Linked DNA regions of Gossypium arboreum: all the other regions are linked to region 1. A link is a contact called in public Hi-C data. All regions are on one chromosome and are shown on one strand. Each heading gives the region's core, a stretch centred on a gene start, on an enhancer-like site or on the middle of the called end of the contact. The rest is flanking DNA. Distances are from core to core; before and after follow the strand shown.

Region 1 (4,603 bases), core at 1,118-3,617:
CTATGAGATTTCTTTAACTGTCAGGCTACATATATAAATGAATGGCTCTATACATATAGAGATGCAGTCATATTATTTGCCAGAAATATTTCAGTATACACTGCATCATCAACGAAGCTTGCAGTTGATTCTGTATATTATATACAGAGATAGACACACAAAGGGGCATGGAAGGATCAGGACACCAAAGTAAAACTTTCATAAAAAGAATGGCAAGGATTTTGCAAAGCAAATTCAGAGAAATTAGGGTGAAAGAAGGTATTGAATTTAATTTGTTAGCTAACTTCAAATGATACCAGCAACAGATTTGTATAAAATTCATCTGGTTACAGTAATTTCATTCCAGTAATGGAGAGAACATAGGAAAACAATTTTATTTTTATATAAAAAAAAAACCATAATTAGCTGCACCAAATGAATGGCTAGTACATGATTTAAGAATGAGAAAGTAAATATGCTAAAAACTTGTAAGTCCAAAACCTTTGTCAACCCTTAATGATCTTTAAAACAGAGTCAAACCCTTTCAATCCCAGCAAAAAACAATGTTCTTTTTCCACCAAAAACCTTTCTTTCTCAAACTCCACATATTCATCAAATTCATTTAGTAATGCAGATTGAAGCTCGGTGGATATTTAAACTAGAAGTACACAGGAAAGTGATAGTAGTTAGTGCAATTATATAGAAAATAAATAGCTCACACGATATGGTAGGATCTCTACGGAAAGCCTCAAGCTGAGTTTTAAGTTCTCCATCAGTCGAAAGTAGCCTTTCTGCAGCCTAAGAAATAATGATGTGAGTTGAACTGGGCACCGCAACCAAATAAAGAAGTGATGTTCAGTAGATGCTTTACCTTAGTTATAAGTGGATCCTTTAGCTTAGCGACCATAGAATAGTTCACACGGTCACAATCACTGAACAAATGATATAGTAGGATTGTAAGTGTCAACATTATTGTCATACTACAATTTTAGCTGAATATAATGGTATATATAACACTCCTCACATTGGTTGTGGAAGCTCTTTCTTTGTTAGCAAACCATCTTTAACAAGCTCTTCAAGTGAAATCAAGAAAGTGTTACCGCAATTTGCATCCTGAATGATAATCATCAAGGAAAATCATACAATGCCATATAGCAACTAAGAGTATATATATATATATATATATATATATATATGTAAGAGAGGGATTTACTTACCTTGTGTTAAACTCAAGTAGTTTCATAACTTTAGTCAACGGTTGTATTGTTAAAATATTAATAGTACAAAAAATTATGAAAATGTTTAAAATTGCTTAGTTTTACCCTGAATCTCTCCCATATACATTCAACAAGTAATTAAAAGAAAACCTACTAAATTGACCAAAACCTTTCAGGATTTTTCATTCTTAAATCCGGAGAATCGATTAATATTACTTATTGAAACAAGAAAACAAATAATTTAATAAGATATTAGTGAAGAAGCACCTGCCCTGCATATGGTGATCCCTCATCATCAGGAGGAACAAGGGGAAGCACCTACATTCACAATCAATTATTTTCCAAAATTAGGATTAGGATACTAAATATCGTTATCATTACAAGATGCAATGCGTTAAACCAACTACATTAACTGAAACAATATATACCTGCCAAACGGAGCAGCCAGCTAAATGAAGCCAGTCAATGAAGCGAAAAGCTTCTTCACCAAAATCACCAATACCATAATCTCCCTTAAACGAGGTCGGGTGGAGCAAAATGCCAGCTCTTCGGCGCTGGTCTGGATCGGGTTTGGGAAGCCAATCACCATAATCAAGCGGTAAATCTTCACCGACTTCCATAGCAGTCAAAGTGGAAGAGGAGGCAACATTAGCATGAAAGTGAAGATTGAAGGATTTGGAGGTGTTAATTTTGGGTTTGAAGAATAAAGGTAAGGATTTGGGAGAGGAAAGGAAAGAGGGAGAAGAGAACAAGAGAGGGATAGGAATCGCCATGAAAATTTGCAAACATTGGTGAATTGGGGAAAGAGGTATATGAGAGAGGAATCATACAGTGAATTTTTAAAACCAACGATCTATATTTAGCCAGAAAAGCAAAATAATTGTAACAATTATTAGTGGGAAGCAGCAGCCAGATGGGGGTGGCACTTGGTAGATTCAGCAAGGTTTAGGCCAAAATCAAAGCTAAAAGCATGGGATGCACGTGAAGCTGTCACGCCGAGCGCCATAAGTGCACGAAAACACACATCTTGTAAAAACTAAAATTATCACATGATAAATGACATTCAAATTGTCTGATTTTAGGTTGAACATTTCCCTACACGCCCATCATCTCTCTCTCTCAAAGCCGATTAAAGAAATATCATTTTTTTATGCCCAATGAATCTTGGGATGGGGATTGGAAAATTAGAGTTCACTTCTAAATTTTTATTATAATTGGTCAAAATTTTCTATTAGTCCCTACACTATGTGCACATTCTTTAATTTGGTCAAATTTAATTTTTTATATTTTCTCATTTTTAGTCCATGTACTTTTTAAAGTTTAAAATTTCAATATTGACATAAATGATAGTAGTTAAATCCATTAAGTCAAATTTTGCTATTGGTTCCAAAAGTTGTGGATCAATCTTTGCTCTCCGATTTGATCATTATTAGTTCCTATGCTTTTAAAATTTTGAATTTTTAGTCTTAACTCAAATGACAACCATTAAAACCATTAAATAAAGGTTTTTTTTTGTGAACATTACATAAAAATAACAAATTGACATGGTATTGCATATGTGATAATTTGTTTGTCACTTTAGACATTAGAGATAGCAAAATTTAACTTAACGAATTTAACAATTATTGTAAGGTCAAGAATGAAGTTCTAAGATGCAAAAAGAAAGGGACTAAATCCACAACCTATGCATAGCATAAGGACTAATAGCATAATCTGAACATTATAATTTATAATAATCAAATCTAATGCTACACAACATTTTATTAAGGGTTAAACGCAAAATTAGCCCTCAAATTATACCATTTTTTCACTTAGATACTTAAAATTTTTTTTTATCAAAAGTCATACCTAAACTATCAATTTCATCTCATTCTATCTCAGAACACAATACAAACCGATAAGAATGTTGCACATAATCATAGACTTTTTGAATTAAATGAGACAAAATTTGTAGTATAAGTACAATTATTAATAAAAGGAAAGGTGTAGGTATATTTTCTATAAATAAATAAAAAAGTGTAGATTAAATTTTGTTTGAGCATCATATTGATAACATAAAGATATTGTTATATTCGAATATTGTTGAAGAATGAGCATCCTCAAAGTTTTGTCCCCTGCTATAAAGAAAGCTAAGAAGTGTTTACCAAATGCAATATACACACTTATTAAGGGTATAAAATGAACCTTCAACAATCTTATTTCATATAAATTTTACTCTTTCAACTCATTAGATCATATCATTGTCATCAAATTCAATATCAGATAAAAAACATTTAATAACATTTCACTCAATCAAGAGATGCAATTCTTATATAGAGCTCTCTCGCCTAAATTAACTGCATCGACTAAAGGGAAAAAGGAGGAAGGAATTCACAGAAAGAGACCTCTCACCCAAACAATGAGAGTAGATCCCTTGCCTAGACAATGATAAACAAGGATTTGTCCAAAATCAAAAAGAAAGTGGCTTAAAGAAATAACTAGCCTAAAGAATAAGCCTCATCAAACAATACATGATCTTCATATATTAAATCTAAGTTGTTCCCTTGATTGACACCAATCTCCCTCATTTATAACCATAGACAAGCGCCAAGTCACATTGACTCCACCTGAGGACTCCTCAACATGATAACAAACCTCTCAATCACATCTTAGTGCAAATGTTACAAGCTCAGTACCGCCCAGCTGGTTGCTTCTCGTAACAAGATATATGTACTAAGAAAACTCGACTTGGAGGAATAAAAGCCCTCTCCAACAATTAGACCCAATCAAGACTAATCCTGTAGCAGCCCGGTTTAGACCTTAGTCGGAACAGTGGTTTTGGGATCACAAATCTGAGTCAAAAAAATATTTTAATATTATATTTCGTGCTTAAAGTATGTGAATTGATATTTGTGAAATTTTCGTATGAAAATTTCATCGTTTGAGTGTTTAATTTGTGAAGAGGACCTAATCACGTAAAATATAAAAGATGTGTTCTATTTATTAAAGTGCTTAATTGCTATGTCTTTATATATGTGGGGTCTTTATGATGCAATTAGACCATTGAAAGAGTTAATGGACATTAATGGCCATTATTTATGTGTTTATTATATGTTTTTAATGAAGGTTAAAAAGGTAAATGATATATTATTATGAATAAATAAAACAAAGGCATGAAATTAGTCAATTAATGCTTGTTCTTGCCGAAAATATCAAAGAAAAAGAAAAGAAAAAGCTTGCTAGGGTTTTGACACTTATCTTGGCTAAATAGGTATGTGTTTTTGATCGGTTTTTGATAAGTTCTACGTTTTTGTGATCGTTGCTTAGTGTTCTATCAAGCCCATGTCTCAATTTCCTATTTTGTTGATGATTTTGAAATTGTGAGTTTTGTGATGTTAGTTGTTGGAAAATAAAAGATATGTGTTGGG
Region 2 (4,603 bases), core at 986-3,485, 190 kb before region 1:
AAAACTAATTGGTCTAATAAAAGTGTTTACAAACTTAGTGAACAACCTTAGAAAAATGGTATAAAATTAAAAACTGAATGTCAACAAAATTTCCTAATGACTAATAATTAACCTAGAATTCTGGATGAAAACCCTTAAAATAAGGAAAAAAGAAACTATCCCCAATGACACCTTTCAAAATACATTGTGTTCTACGCTCAGGATTCCAAAATTCAAGGTATCATACTTCTGTATGAAATTAATTGTACAAGGTAAAACCATCAATTGTAAGAGTAAGATCTGATGATAAGTCACGCATTCACTTGAAAGATTACTGTCAGTCCAGAAGGTTCACAATCTGGCAGTAATTTCATTTCATCATTAATAGATGCATGTTTATGAGATAATGTCATGATGGAGCAAAACTAAACATCTTCACTCAACAATGACCAAAGTAGATGGCTTGCATTCCTCAACAATGAAATGAAATATATTTCAGGAATGACTCCCTCATACATACCTTTTCGGCAGAAGAAGCTCGGCCAGAATTTGCCCCAGCACCTAATCGGCTTATCAAGTCTCTTGTCTGCTCAATCTCCTTCTGCTGCTTCTCCCACGCAGCATACTGAGTTTCAATCCATGCTGCCTTCGCTTCAACATACTGAGAATAATTACCCTCAAATGTCCTGGAAAAACCCATATCGGTCTCCACAATCTTCGTACACAACTGATCTAAAAAAGCTCTATCATGAGATATAATGACCATTGGCACATCTTGCTTTTTCAGATATCCTTCAAGCCACTCAATTGTATCAAGGTCAAGGTGATTTGTAGGCTCATCCAAAAGCAATAAATCAGGCTCCTGAAAATTTACATCCATATAAAAAAAACAGCTAGAAACACCAATATACTCTACTACATATCATACACATGAGCCACAAGTTAACACCATCTACATCAAAATATATCTAACAAGCTAACTATTTTCCTTAATCAATTCAATGTTTAAACTTATAATGAACAGGTACTACCAAGTCATTTGAGCTGCTAATAGTACGTCCTTTGGATAAACTAGGCAACTATCATGATATCAAATAAAGAACTTTACCTGCAGCAAAATCTTTCCAAGTGACATCCTCATCTGCCACCCGCTACTAAAACTGGCAACCAACCTATCTGAATCCTCAGGGGAAAACCCTAGCTCTGGCATTAACTTGCTAACCTTAGCATCAACCTCATCCAAATCCACAGCCTGAGCTCTCCTTTGCAACAAATCAAACTCATCCAAAAGCCTTCCCATCAACTCCAAATCCTCTGTAGATCCTTCTATCGCCTTTTGAACCCTCTCTAACCTCTCAGAAATCTCCATTTCCTCTTTAAAGGCACTCATAAACTCCTCCCTCACCGTCCTACTCATTGAAACTTGGAATTCTTGGTTCAAAAACGCAACTTTCATATTGGGCTTGGCTTTTATAACGTTCCCCGAATCGGGTTCTTCTTGCCCCGTTATAATTCTCATTTGGGTGGTTTTCCCTGCCCCGTTTACTCCAACCAATCCAATTTTCTCGCCTTTTTTCACTTCCCAATTCACGTTTTTCAAAACCGTCACTCCTTTATAGCTTTTGCTAATGTTTTCGAGCTTTACACCGGAGGAAATACCAGAAGCGCCGGTGTTGGATTGTTTGTCGCCACGCTTTCGATCAATCTCTTCGACTGTGTTGGTTGAAAACAATGACTCAATGTCGTTTTGAGGTTCTTTAACGGAGGTTTCAACACTGAGAGTGGAAACTTGGGCATTTACTTTAGTGGGTCTAAATTTAAGGGTTTTGGGAGAAACGAACGATGAGGAATTCCGGGTTAAAGAGGGTCGCATAGAGGTGAAGAATGTTGAACGAAGGTCTAAGCGATGGAATTTCGTGGATAGGTCCATGTTTGATTGGTGGGAAAATGAAGGGAAAGGAAAGGGAAAGAATGATAATATCTAATGAAGGGAAATGGGAAGCTCCACTGTGAAAATTTGTGGAAGAAAACCAAATTCTCAGCCCACAAATTAGAGGTGAAACAATGGAATTCTTTTAGAAACGTTTAATCGGAACTGAAAACAAACAAATCATTATTTAATTGAAACTTTCTTAAATAATGGCCCTTTTTCCTTTCTTTTTTCAATAAATATTTTCCCTTTTATTCATAAAAACAAATCATCATACTCATTCAACATGTTAAACCTTCATATTTTTATTAAAATAATATCATTTTCGTGAGTGATTAAAATTATGTCAAAATAATTTTTTTTAAAATTATTTAAAAACAAAAGGGTATTAATTGAAATGGAAAAATTTAGGCTTTCAAAATTTGTGTGTATCAGCTTTAAATCCCATTTTGGTGGATTTCTTTTTAATTTTTATATACCAAAATATCTTCATTATTAATTATTTTTATTAATTTCTTAATTAAATTATTGTGTGATTGATTTGTGACACTAATTTAATCTAGAACTTTAATATAGTACGAGAAATTTTATCACATGTTATACCTATAAAAATCATGTATTTAGAACATAAATTTGTGTTTAAAATAATTTACAATAAATAATAAAATATATAGTTAAAACTAATTAGTAATAACACATAAAATAAGTATGACGTTAAAATAAAAAATAAAATTATAAGTAAAATAAAATACACATGAATACATTAAATTACGATTAGTAAATAAAATTGAAACTAATTAGTAATAACTTCATTTCCTTTCTTGGATATAATCTCTTATGATATTAAATTTAGATAACTTTTTATTATTTTAAAATAATTTAAATTAAATTAAATTAAATCAATAAAATTTATATTTAGTATATTTTAAAATAAAATTTATTTTATAATACATAGAATGATTCATATTCCTTTTTAACTAACTAATTCAAATTTATTAATAATAATAGTGTGGATAGTAATCGAATTGATACTTAATAGATTATTGAGTAGAAAAATAAATAAATAATTTTGAGGTTGTTTAGCTGAAGAAATTGTAATTATTTTGGTCACCACTTAATATAAAATTGTGGGCCAACAGAAGAGAGAGAATCAGATGAGATAATGATGGCCGTTGATTTGAAGGACGAGCTTTTGTGGTAATGGTTAGCCAAAAAGGAGGAAATGAAAGAGACAGCGGCCCAGTTATTGCCACGTGCTATCCTATGCTTGATTCTACGTAATCCACGTGTCCAATCACGATAATAAACCGAATCCTCTTTGATTTTATCCTTGAAACTTGTTTTTTTCAAAGAAAAACCACAGACGTAAATATTATATAAAAATGAATATTCATTAAAAAAATTGTCCACCAAACAGGGCTATTCATTTGAAAATTTACTTTCCTATTCCAATTTGTTTTCCTCTTAAAAATACAATAAATTTTTAAAAAATAGTCATCCATAGAATAATAATAACACCAATATTTACTCTTTTAATCAAGTTGGTGTAAACTTTTAACTACGCTATCTTTTCATCATAGAGATTAAAATTGGAAAAGGTTGGTAACTTCCATTGGTAATATTGGAAATAAATAGGGATTAAGTTGAGAAAACCTATCAAATTTAGGGACTAGATGGCTTCAATCATATGTTTAATTATAAGTTGTAGTTATGCAGCCCATTGGTCACAAATTTTATTTAGGCCCAATAAGGGTTACTAGTAATAAAAAATAAAGGGTGTTTTGTTTTATTTTTTTAGGTTATGCGTTATGGGCCTTTTTTGCAAACAAAGAAGTTTAAAACAATATGGAAAAGATTAGTTGTACGAGGTTAGAACTTAAATCTGGTAAATCACGTAGGTTTAGGTGATTTTTTTATTTTAAATTGTCTAAGTCAGCCTCACTCTCGAAAATAAAAATTTACAAAAGAAATTCTCTAAAGCACCAAAATAAATAGAAAGTAACTCAAAAAAGGCAAAAGAACTCAAATCGAACCAAAAAGTCAGAAGAAAGCAATGCACATAAGGTGTTTAAGTAAATGCTTTGAAAAAAATATACGATTATTCAAGAATGAAATGATTACAAATGAAGGGGAAGACTCTATTTACATTTGAACTTTTTCAGATCCAACAGTAAAAATTGAGTTACATCAATGGTTGATATTAGTGTCTATCTAAAATATGAGAATCCTAAGTGATTTAAACCCTATATATTCTTATCATTTAGGATTTTCAATAATTATTATAGAAAAATAGAAGTTGATGAAGTCTTTACATTTTAACCAAGTAGATGAGTTTTCAATTTCTTTCAAGCAATGGGCCAATATAGTCGAGCTAAATATATTGGGGGAAAAAATTCAATTTGAAAACAATTTTCTTACATAGCGAAAATTTAAAATTTTAAAAATGACCCGATTTATGATATTTATAGCAATAAACCCTAAATCGAATCTCAACCTGTGTTTTCGGATAGACGAATTATTGTCGTTCTCGACTTTCAACCAAACGACCTTCTCCGCTATACTCATACCATAACCTACTTCAAGTATGGGCTCGAACAATTCGAATAAAAATACAGAACTAGAATTCATTTTTTTTGTTTAAGTGTGAAAATAAAACTTCTTATCAAATAAAAATGACAGAAATTATTATTCCAG
Region 3 (4,603 bases), core at 1,169-3,668, 150 kb before region 1:
CTCTATTTTAGTACAAAATGTGATTCGAATTTAAATTATTAGTGAAAAAGGTGAACTAATAAGTCACAACTTAAAGTTGAATTATATATTACTACTTGTACATTATATTAATAGAAGGTACCGTAAATGTTGATGGGTATCATAAGGTTTAATTAACGCTTAAACCTTGGAGTAAATTATGTTATAAATTGTGGCCTAATGTCGTATAGTAACCTTCTTTTATTATATGATATTTTCAAAGTTTGAATTTTAAGGAAATATATGAATATCATGTTTCTTATATTTGAGTACATATTGTTTAAATACCTTATATAAGCTTATCTTATTGGATGTACTGGATTCCCTGAAATGAATACAACAAAATATAAACTAAACCTCCATAATTGTAGATGTGATCAGTGACATAATAATAATCACCATAAAAATTATCATAATAATTATTCTCTCAGATAAAAGCACAGCAAGCTACCTGCATTCAAACTAGGAACATATATTTAATTTTGAATATCTCATCCTCTTACCCATATTTATATACATACTAGACGTAGATATTAAATATAATTACTATGAAAAATAACACATACACTGGGATAACATAAATTTCATTTATTTTTCTTCCTTCCATGATTATATCAACCAAATCCAAAAGGCAATCTTTTTGCTGCAGAAAACCCAATCATAAATGTTTGCTGCTGGTACGGATAATAGAAAGAAATAGTTCAAATTTGTCACCAGCAAACAGCAACAACCACTTCAACTTGTTGATTACCTTCATTTAATGCAATAAATAAACAAAAAAAATTTAATGATTATAACATCATTGTTATGGAAAAAAAGGTTGGGGGGGGGGGAATGGAGGATTAAAGAAGGATCCAAGGTTCATAATATACAGCAGATGGGGGGCTGGGCATAGGTCCCTTAGCCAACCATCAAAACCGTGTGGACCAAAATCATCACCCCTCATAATTCAAGTACTGCCTTTCCTTAGTAAGTGTGATATTTCCAGTACTTGCAGCTGCAGTACCATGAACAATTTTAAACAAGGGTAAACTATATTATTAGTCACTAAATTTTAGGTAAGTTTTGATTTTGGTCATTTAATTATAAAAAGTTATAATTTGGAAACTGAATTATTCAAAAATTTTCTTCAGGAGAGAAATCAGAACTTTTATGGGGGGCCGGATGAATTTTAATTTTTTATAGTTTATATCTTTATAATTTATAAAGGATTAAATTGAATTTTTATAATTTTAAGGGGACAAAGTGCAATTTTACCTTTACTAATTTAAAATTTTTAAAAAAATTTAAGGGCCTAAATAGTAATTTTATATTTTAGGGGAGCTAGGCCCATGTCAGCCAGCCTGGCTTCGCCCCTCATTTTCGTTTAAGTCACTAGACTGTTAAAATCGATGTTATATGACTTTCTCTACTCGCACTGCCTATACAAATTGAAAGCTTTCTTTTCCCGTCTCTTTTACAGTTTAATTTAGTTTTTGGACATCATGAATTTAGGAACTAAAATTTAAACAATTTTTTTCTACAATCTCTAACATTGACTGTTAGATTGACTTGGATCTGAGATATGTTCTTCTACTCGTCGATAGGTACTAATCTACTGTACTGATTGTAGTTGGTTGGAGCTCACTAGCGGAGCTTAAAAGAAGAAAAACTTAACAGCCCAGTGACTTAAGTAAAAACTTTTGAATTGTTCAATGACTTAAAATAAAACTTTTGAATAGTTTAGTAACCAGATTGTAGCTTTTCTTAATTAAGTGATAAAAATAAAAATTTACTCATAATTTAGTAACTAATGATGTAGTTTACCCTTTACTTGAATATCCTTGGTTATCTTAATGCATTTAATTCAGTCCCACTTGGCTGCTTGAAAATTATGTTCCGCAATGCAAAAGAATTTTATTTTTTTTGCATGATTTGTTTCTATTTTATGTTGGGATTAGAGATAAATTATGTGTTAAAGTTCAAACGAAGATGACAATGAAATGCTCAATGTCAAAGAATCAGAACACAATTAATTCACGGCTTATATGATTTAAAACTGTAAATTACAAACAAGCTAGTTGCATTGACAAACGACCCTTCAAATTCTGTGGAGATATACAAAAACAAGTCTCAAATTCTAAAGTAATTAAAGCAATGGCCCTACAACAAAGCTCTTAGATCCTCTGGTTACTGAGTTTGACTGTCCTTTAGCTTAAACCATGACAAAAGACAGCAGTATCTAGCTATCTAGATACTAGTTGAGACCAGTTATGGGCAAGCGTTCATTCAATTGGGTTTTGCAAGTAGTGTATATCCCTTGTATTGGGGTTGGACTATGAATTTTGAGCCATACCTTGTTTCCTTAGAGATGTAAAAAAGGATAAAGGAAGTGAGGCTGACCTAGTTACACCCATGCATGCTAGTGATGATTTGGGATTAGATATCTGGGTGTGGGCTATCTCTTTGCCTTTGCTATGCTTTGCTTGCTGCTACTCTTTTATCTCTTCTTCCCCCTACTGGATAACATCATAACACTGCTTCATGATTCTTGTGGGGACTTAGCCAGATTGGCTAACTGCCATTAAAAGACCCCACCACCCCACATGCACTTCCCCCCTCCTCCTATCTGCCTTTTAACTCCCCCATCTCTTTTCTGGCTCTTCTTTTATTTATAACCCCCCATGGCTCGGGAGAGACTAAACATTTCTTTTCTTGGTTACTTGCCAAAAACCCCACTCTAATAAGACTCTCTAGCTTTTGAGGACAGACATGGAAGTGGCTGTTGAGCTTGAAGATGATCTGTTTTTTGCAGACTTGAGCAAGCAAATCTCTTTGCTAATCATGGATGATGAAGACTCAGTTTCAACATGTCCTTCAGTTTCCTTCCAGGTTTTTATAACCATCTACATATGTTTTTTTTTCATGGATTTTCCGGTATTATTAACTTCACAGCTTCATGGATTGAAATTTTTGTCCTGTCAAAACTTTTTGCAGACATTTTCTGCAGCAAATTATCCAATAACACAATCTCCATATCTCCAAGAACAAATCTGCAGAAGAGAAAGCAAAGGCACTGGAGTTTTTATCCCAAAGGCATCACATCCTAGAAGGAAGCATAGGCAAGGCAGATATAGTTCATTCAACAGAAAATCTAACAGGCACAATGATAACACTACAAAAATGGCTTCTCAGCCATCTTATGATAATTCTTTTAACCCAAGGAAAGGCTAAGGATTCACATCTTCATCAAGTGTATGACTTAAATAAAGGAAAATCACTACTAATCCCCTTGTCAACAGCTGCTCAAGGCAAGGCAAGGCAAGGCAGGTTTAAGGATCTTATAATTACATATATATGTACATGTATATATATAGATTCATCATGAATTATGTATACGTGCAAGAAAAATAATTGATTCTGCTCCTAATAAGTGAGTCTTGAAGAGGTTCACCAAAGGGTCTGCCTCCCAAAATCATGGATATGGATGGTGATTTTTATGTAAGTGTGATATAGGGGAAAAGTATGTATTTGTTTCTCAATGTAATTGATTATATATATTAATTTATTGATGTTACAGTTTTTTTTAATAATATATTCTTTCCTTTATTGCCTATTCCTTCATCCATCTAACTATCCAAGCAACTATACTGGACCAAAGCATTGCATTTGAAAATTTGACCTGCGAATTATCAATGGAAATTCAATAAAACGACCGGATCAATCAAAATATGGTCTTATTCATTATGGGACCGTTCAAGGCCTTATCAGCAAAGCTGTATGATTGATGAAATGAGCTTTCAAATTTTTTTTCTTCAATTATTACATCCTTAATCATTTTGTTCTTAATTATCTAATTTAGCAGCTATGCTGAACCTGTTTGGAAAAGCAGACTCTTCCGAGTAGTGTATAGGCACATTGCATATTAAACTCTTTATGACTTGTACTAAGGATGAGTGTATAGCGACATTCCACTTTTAATAAAATCTTGAAGAGAATATTTAAGAAAGACAACTATAAATCTATAAAAATTAATTTCATGAAACATGAAATGAACATTAAAACAGTTTAATTTTATAATTTCACAAAAAATATTTAATTGTTTCGTCTGATGTTGAAAGAGTCAGATGATCAATTTATTAAAATATCAATCACATACAACTTATAAACCTAAAAAGAAAAAAGAAAAAAAAGAAAAAAAGAAAAAAGACTAGATGGCTAATCTTTCTACTTGCTAATAATGATGAGGTCATTGCCACTGAAAGTTAAAGGGTCCCTTGTGTCACAACTGACCTTGAAAAGAACATGAGAAAGTTTAAACTTTAAGGCTAATTTAATGATATACTATTTGCTGTGATTTTGTTTAAATAAAACAGAGGTTATTAATTTTTAATTATTTGGCAAATGTTTTGAAATCTAGTACACACCCATTACAAGTTGTATAAGACAGATAAAAGAAAACCCCCCCCCCCCCCCAAACATTCTAAATGAATTATTGAAGGCAAATAATGGATTTTAAAGTGTGGGTTCCCACAAATTAGTTTCCTGTAGATCTCCAACACCCAACTGGGAATTGTAAGAGCCATTGCTTAAAATGAAAAGACCA

Evidence for each region. Hi-C and Micro-C count contacts between places; a contact is called where the count stands out from the background.
Region 2: a Hi-C map of leaf shows a contact between it and region 1, with 3 times the contacts expected there. The contact joins the promoter of LOC108467324 here to the promoter of LOC108467087 in region 1. A contact is called at or near these places in 2 of 5 Hi-C or Micro-C datasets (both in leaf).
Region 3: a contact with region 1 is called in a Hi-C map of leaf, with 2.2 times the contacts expected there. The contact joins the promoter of LOC108466646 here to the promoter of LOC108467087 in region 1. A contact is called at or near these places in 2 of 5 Hi-C or Micro-C datasets (both in leaf).

What each region holds. Positions count from the first base shown.
Region 1 is chr2:7,999,612-8,004,214 of ASM2569848v2, reverse strand. It overlaps LOC108467087 (4-alpha-glucanotransferase DPE1, chloroplastic/amyloplastic), which reads right to left and starts at 2,367. Exons shown (of 16, transcript XM_017767585.2): 1 at 1,625-2,367; 2 at 1,464-1,514; 3 at 1,004-1,092; 4 at 851-911; 5 at 699-777. The coding sequence starts at 1,969.
Region 2 is chr2:8,184,516-8,189,118 of ASM2569848v2, reverse strand. It overlaps LOC108467324 (ABC transporter F family member 5), which reads right to left and starts at 2,235. Exons shown (of 9, transcript XM_017767947.2): 1 at 1,088-2,235; 2 at 500-841. The coding sequence starts at 1,909.
Region 3 is chr2:8,148,829-8,153,431 of ASM2569848v2, reverse strand. LOC108466646 reads left to right here and starts at 2,418. Exons shown (of 2, transcript XM_017767031.2): 1 at 2,418-2,889; 2 at 2,995-3,590. The coding sequence starts at 2,770. The coding sequence ends at 3,231.